Regions from separate parts of the Cricetulus griseus genome. Here region 1 is linked to region 2. The links are chromatin contacts, called in public Hi-C maps. All regions are on one chromosome and are shown on one strand. The core of a region is the stretch at or near the end of the contact, and the rest is flanking DNA. Distances in the headings are between cores, read along the strand shown. Region 1 has its middle 6.3 kb from the start of Ctdspl. Region 2 holds the start of Itga9 (integrin alpha-9).

The links. A called contact is a pair of places that touch in the nucleus more often than the background predicts.
Region 1: a Hi-C map of the CHL-YN cell line shows a contact between it and region 2, with 4 times the contacts expected there. The contact joins the enhancer-like site here to the promoter of Itga9 in region 2. A contact is called at or near these places in 4 of 8 Hi-C or Micro-C datasets (the CHK-Q cell line, the CHL-YN cell line, the CHO-K1 cell line and 1 more).

Annotation. Positions count from the first base shown.
Region 1 is chr4:225,996,374-225,999,259 of CriGri-PICRH-1.0, forward strand. No RefSeq gene overlaps it. Among named protein-coding and RNA genes, the nearest start is that of Ctdspl, 6.3 kb to the right of the region's middle. Within about 2 kb of position 1,323, at least 1 of the 6 cell types and tissues checked has open chromatin away from gene starts, as enhancers often do.
Region 2 is chr4:225,678,379-225,681,277 of CriGri-PICRH-1.0, forward strand. It overlaps Itga9 (integrin alpha-9), which reads left to right and starts at 1,416. Exons shown (of 28, transcript XM_027415345.2): 1 at 1,416-1,960. The coding sequence starts at 1,416.

The sequences.
Region 1 (2,886 bases), core at 73-2,572, 320 kb after region 2:
AAGTGGGCAGGCTCAGCCTCTTACCACCTAAACCTCTGTGAAACCCATGTGCATGTGGGAGCTGTTGGCACAGGTAGACAGAGGCAGGAGGATCTCTGTGAGTTCGAGACCAGCCTGATCTACAGAGTGAGTTCCAGAGCAGCCAGGGCTACACAGAGAAACCCTGTCTCGAAAAACAACCAGACCCCATGTGCAAAGCAGAAATGAAATCGCTGTGGTAGACACTCCCTCCCTCTCACCTGCACATGGAATCTGAGACCTAGAAGGCTGGCTTCAAAGGCAGCGGGGGTAGGGACATGCTGTCAGGACTGACACATGGCGGTCCAGGCAGGGAAGATGGCTAAGAGCAGGCAGTGCCATGCAGAAAAACCAGCTGGGCAGATAGCCTCATCACGTGTGCCTTGTGCCCTGGCATGTATATGAGCCTGTATACAGATGAGCATGTTGCTACACGTGCCAAGGTGTCTGCCTGTTACCAGACCTGCCCAGCCAGGTCCCTGCCCGTGGGAATGATTCCAACAGGCAGTGTTACCACGGGCAGCCTCCTGTGGAAGCTGATGTCATATATATATGACTGCAGAAGACAGTAGCCTTTTCAGGTAGGCCACACATGTACAGAGATACACCAAATCACACGCATGAAGCTGTGCACACATGGCTGCTGCTTTTCATCAGTAGCGTGGGACAACTGTATGTGTGTGTGTGTGTGCGTGCGTGCGTGCGTGTGTGTGTGTGTGTGTGTGTGTGCATGTGTGTGTGTGCGCGCGTGTGCACGTGCGTGCGTGCGTGTATGTGCGCGCGAGCACGTGTGTGTGTGTGTGTGTGTGTGTGTGTGTGTGTGTGTGTGTGTTACAGGCATAAAGTATGAGGTTCACCTAAGGAGTTCCAGTCATGAAATCAGCCCCAGCCTCTCTGATCTTCAGGACTCAAAGCCACTCCTGGGCTGAGGGCAGATGGGGGCTGTTCACTCTGTTCAGGAGTGATTCCTTCACAGTAGGGGTGCAGAGTAGGGCTATGTCCTCTCCTGACACAGGTTTTTCAGGTAGCCATTCTTGTACCCAAGTTTCCTGGGTAGGGGGATCTGGAATTTTGGAGGTAATGGGGGAAAGGTACACTGAGAATATTCCATCTTGGAGCCTAGAATTTTATAGCAAGTCTCCTCCCAGCCCCTGTACTCATCAGCCTGGCTGCCTTTTTTTTTTTTTTTTTTTTTTTGCCAGTGGCCACCATACACTCTACCTCTTCTGTTAACCTCTGAGCCAATCATGGCAGCTGGGTGGAATGGAGACACGCCTGACCCTCTCTGTGGCTATAAGCCAACCCAAGGAGTTGGTAGGTAGAGGAGCCTCAGTGCTACGCCCAGTTTGACATGGGGAGGAACTCACAAGATTCAGCCACCAGGGGGCAGGTTGCACCTACCCGACCACTGGCCCATTTCTGGGCCCTTATTCTTAGTCATGAGTGTCACTGTAAGTAGGAAGGATGTGGCACCTAAGTCCCACCTGGCGTCAGATAGAGGGCATCGCTGGGGATGTACGCAGAGGGGAAAGATGTCTAGAAAGCCCCTGGACACAGCATCCAGTGGAAAGAATCTGTGATGAGGACAGCGGGTCTTGGTTAGTAGATGGATCATGATACTGAGGGTGAGCATTTACCCCTTAGGAATGACGTCATGCCCCAATCTCAGACATGAACCCATGCTCTGGTTACATAAGCTAACAGACTCCCTACTGTTGCTAAAGCTGCCTTGAGTTCTCCCTTCAGCCCACAAACCCGCTCTAGTTATGTGATGCTTAGTCCTCGCACAAAATGTTGCCGGTGAGTGGGAGATGGAGAGACGGCTCAGCGGTTAAGAAAACTGGCTGCTCTTCCAGAGAACCTGGGTTCCAACCCCAGCACCCACATGGAGGCTCACAACCGTCTGTAACTCCAGTTCCAGGGGACCTGACACCCTCTTCTGGCCTCTTCAGATAGCAGGCACACACACGGTACACAGAAAGACATACAGATAAAACACGCATGCACATAAATTAAAATTACATCTTTTTTTTCAAAAGTCCTCAGTGGCTCTGGTTTATCTATAGGCTGAATTCCAAGCACAGCCTGGCTGTCTGGAGCCAGCTTCTTCCTCTGTCACCACACAGCCTTCTCTGTACAACCAGATGCAGAAATCCTCTAGCTCAGAAAACTGAAGGCCCTAAGAATGGCTCTGAGTAACATCTCTGTGATGACTCCACACAGAATAATCAGCTCTCCCCTGTGCCATTCGTGATTATCCCTCTGCCTCTTGCACTAGACTGCAGGCCTTTCGTTAGGCCTGAGCCTGCAATACCGAAACACAGAGATTTCGTGTGTGTGAGGCCTGGCCTGGCTAGGCTGGAGTGGGGCTCCTTGGAACTTCCTGTAGAACCTTGGCCTGATACCCACTAGGAGAGGAGAGATGCTTTCTGGAGAAACCTCACTAAGTCAAGTTCTAAAGTATCCCTGAGACAGACCTGAGAGCAGGCTGCACTGTGCAGCCACCTGACCAGCCACCAGGAGTCTCTCTCTGTTCAGAAACTACTTCCCTCTTTTCCCTTTAGATTCTGCTCCTGAAAGAGCTAAGAGGAAGGTTGCCAGAGACTCAGAAAGACAGTGACCAAGAGGCAGCATAAAGGACACACAAAATTGGGGGGACACAGGACCGAGAAACAGCCTGGGGCAGAGCTTCAAGGATGGGGAGCAGGTTGGAGTGCCAGACCTAGGCCATCTCCACAGGCTTCAGCCCTCCCCTTGGGTACCCAAGCCACAGGCAAGGAGGCCTTTTCTTTCTTGTTCACCGCTCCCTCCTCAAGCCCAACCAATAGGGTGTCCGGAGTGTATTCAGTCCTCTCTGTCCCCACCACA
Region 2 (2,899 bases), core at 166-2,665:
GGGCTCGGACCATTGTGGGTGGGGCCATTCCTGGATTGATGTGGGAGGGCCCAGACCATTGTGGGTGGGGCCATTCCTGGATTGATGTGGGAGGGCCCAGACCATTGTGGGTGGGGCCATTCCTGGATTGGTGTGGGAGGGCCCAGACCATTGTGGGTGGGGCCATTCCTGGATTGGTGTGGGAGGGCCCAGACCATTGTGGGTGGGGCCATTCCTGGATTGATGTGGGAGGGCCCAGACCATTGTGGGTGGGCCATTCCTGGATTAGTGGTCCTGGGTTCTATAAAAAAGCAAAGGGAGCAAGTCAAGAGGAGAAGCCAGTAAGCAGCTCCCCTCCATGGCCTCTGCATCAGCTCCTGCTTCCAGGTTCCTGCCCTGTTTGAGTTTCTGTCTTGACTTCCTTCAGTGATGATGAACTGTGAACAGAAAAAACCCTTTCCTCTCCAACTTGCTTTTGGTCATGGTGTTCATTACAGCAACAGTAGCCCTAATTAAGACAGCAGTTATACATCAGAGCTAGGCAAATTATCGGACCTCAGAGGCTTAAGACAATGAAGTTTATCATCTAACACTTATGCAGGTCACAGGTCTCCTGGGTGCCAAGGCGTCCCTGGGCTGTGTTCCGGAAGGGGAGAAAACATTCCACTGTTTTTTGAAGCTGCCTGGACTTTTTGGCTCATGGACCCCTCCCTCCATCTCCAAAGACCCCCCCCCTTTGTCACAGCTCTTCTGATGGCAGCTGGGGGAGGCTCTTCACCTGTAAAGATCCATGAGTTTAGACTGTGACTAAATAATTCCTAACGTGTGTCTCCCCCCCTCCCCTAGGCTATTGAACTGGTTGTCATCGGGGCAGACCTGACTAGAAAGAAAAAAACCAAGCAAAGCATGTGTTTAGTGTGAGTGAGACTTTGGCAGAGGAGAGGGAGGGAGAGAGGGAGTGGCGGGCAGTTGGGGGAGCGTGGTCAGATTTTACCTGAGCAAGGCGTCAGTTCAGTAGTAACATTAAACTCTATGAGTTTAATGTTAGACTAGTTAACTTCATAGAGTCGCAGAGAAAAAGTTTGCCGGGGGCTGGGCTGTGGTGGGGTGCTTGTTGAACGTGTGTATAATTTGATTTGCAAGATTTGGCTGCATTGCGTGTCTGCCAAGGTGGAAAGCACTGGCCAGGTCAGGTCAAGGAGTCTGGAAGGTGTCTAGGCTCGCTTCCACGCGACTAATTCTTACTAACATCAGCTGATTCATGGTCTTGAGTGTTTTCCTCTGAATAAGAGCCTCCAGGTGGGCAGGACCAGAATATTCACCCATCTTCGCTCGCGTGGCTTTTGGGCTTAGTGTGAGTGCGAGGCTCACGGGGTAAGACAAAAGGAAGAGACCCAGCCAGCTGGACCCCCACAGAGCAAGGGACGTTGGGGAGGATGGAGTTCCTAGGGATCCAGCACCGGTCCCAGCCGGTGTTCGTGGCGCCACGTCCAGCAGGGGGAGCTGCGGGCCCGTCCCGCCCGGGCCTCCCGGGCCGCCCACCCCGCGGGCGCGCCTCTCCTCAGTCGAGCGCCGCCCGGGCCCGGGACCCGCTCCTTCTGAGAGCGCAGACCTCTCGGCGGGGATCAAGAGGACGCGGCGCGCTGGCGGCCGCCCCTGGCCTCGCTCCGGCTCGCACTGCGGCGCATCGCGGCGTCCCGGGCTCCGACTCGGAGCGCACAGCTCGCGCCCCGGACAGCGGCGCGTCCCGGGAGCCCCGACTGCGGGCAGGGCGCAGGGCGGCGGCCGGCTGGGGATGGCGGCCGGCTGCGGCGTGGACGGGCGCCGGGGGGCTCCGAGCGCTGCTGCTGGCGCTGGTGGCCGCGGGGGTCCCGGCCGGCGCCTACAACCTCGACGCGCAGCGCCCGGTGCGCTTCCAGGGCCCCGCGGGTTCCTTCTTCGGCTACGCGGTGCTGGAGCACTTCCACGACAACACGCGCTGGTGAGTGTCCCCGCCGCTCCTCGACCCCGGGCGGCCACCCCGCGGTCCTCCAAGTCGGCCGCCGCCTTTCCGGCCCCTTCCACGCCGCCTCCCGTGGGGACGATTTAAATGTCTGGCGGCCACGCTGACATCCTGGCCTGCTCCGGGAGGCCAGGGGAGTCCCTGGGGTCCCTGCCCTCCCGGGGCTCTCTCTAGCCACAGCCAAGTTACTTGGGCTGTCTGCCCTCGAGGGGCTGCGGCTGGCTGGCCAACTGCCCCGTATCTCCCCCCGACAGGGGCCCCCAGGAGGCCGGGCTGCTTTGGGGACCACTCCATGTCCCTCTAGGGCAGCCTCATGCAGGAAACGGGGTGTAGTGGGAGTGGTCTTGGAGCCATTGGGGATCTTCAGGAGAGGTACCGGAGGCAGGGGCTCCCACAAAGTCCCAAGAGAATCTGGGATGGAGGGAAGGGGGACAAAGAGCCCCCCCCCTCCAGGGGGATGTGTGGCTGGTGGTCAGCCTGGAGCTCATCTCCCACGTGCCATCCCAATCTGGAGACAGGATTTAAGAGGATGAAGTTTTGTTTGGATCAGGGGTGCAGTTGCTGACAGACGAGATGGGTGGGCCTGCAGAAAAATGTTAAGTCTCTCATTAAGCATCATTAGCGAAGTAAACTGACCCCACAACAAGACTGCTTAGCTAAGATGGGTGCCCTCCTAGCTCACTTCCTTAGAATGAAGCAGCCACACCACACCCACCTTCTCATGGCAGTTAAGAGTTGGGTTGTCAGTAGCTCCCCACCCTTGTTTTACTGTGGGCCCAGGTGACAACTTGCTGGAGTTGATGGTGTTATCCAGTGTGCATGAGCATCCTTAGAAGAAGCAGGCTGGGAGTCGGAGATTAGGCATGTGTGTGCTCTGGACTTGTAATATACGGAGAATTGGACAGGGGCTGAGGGAAA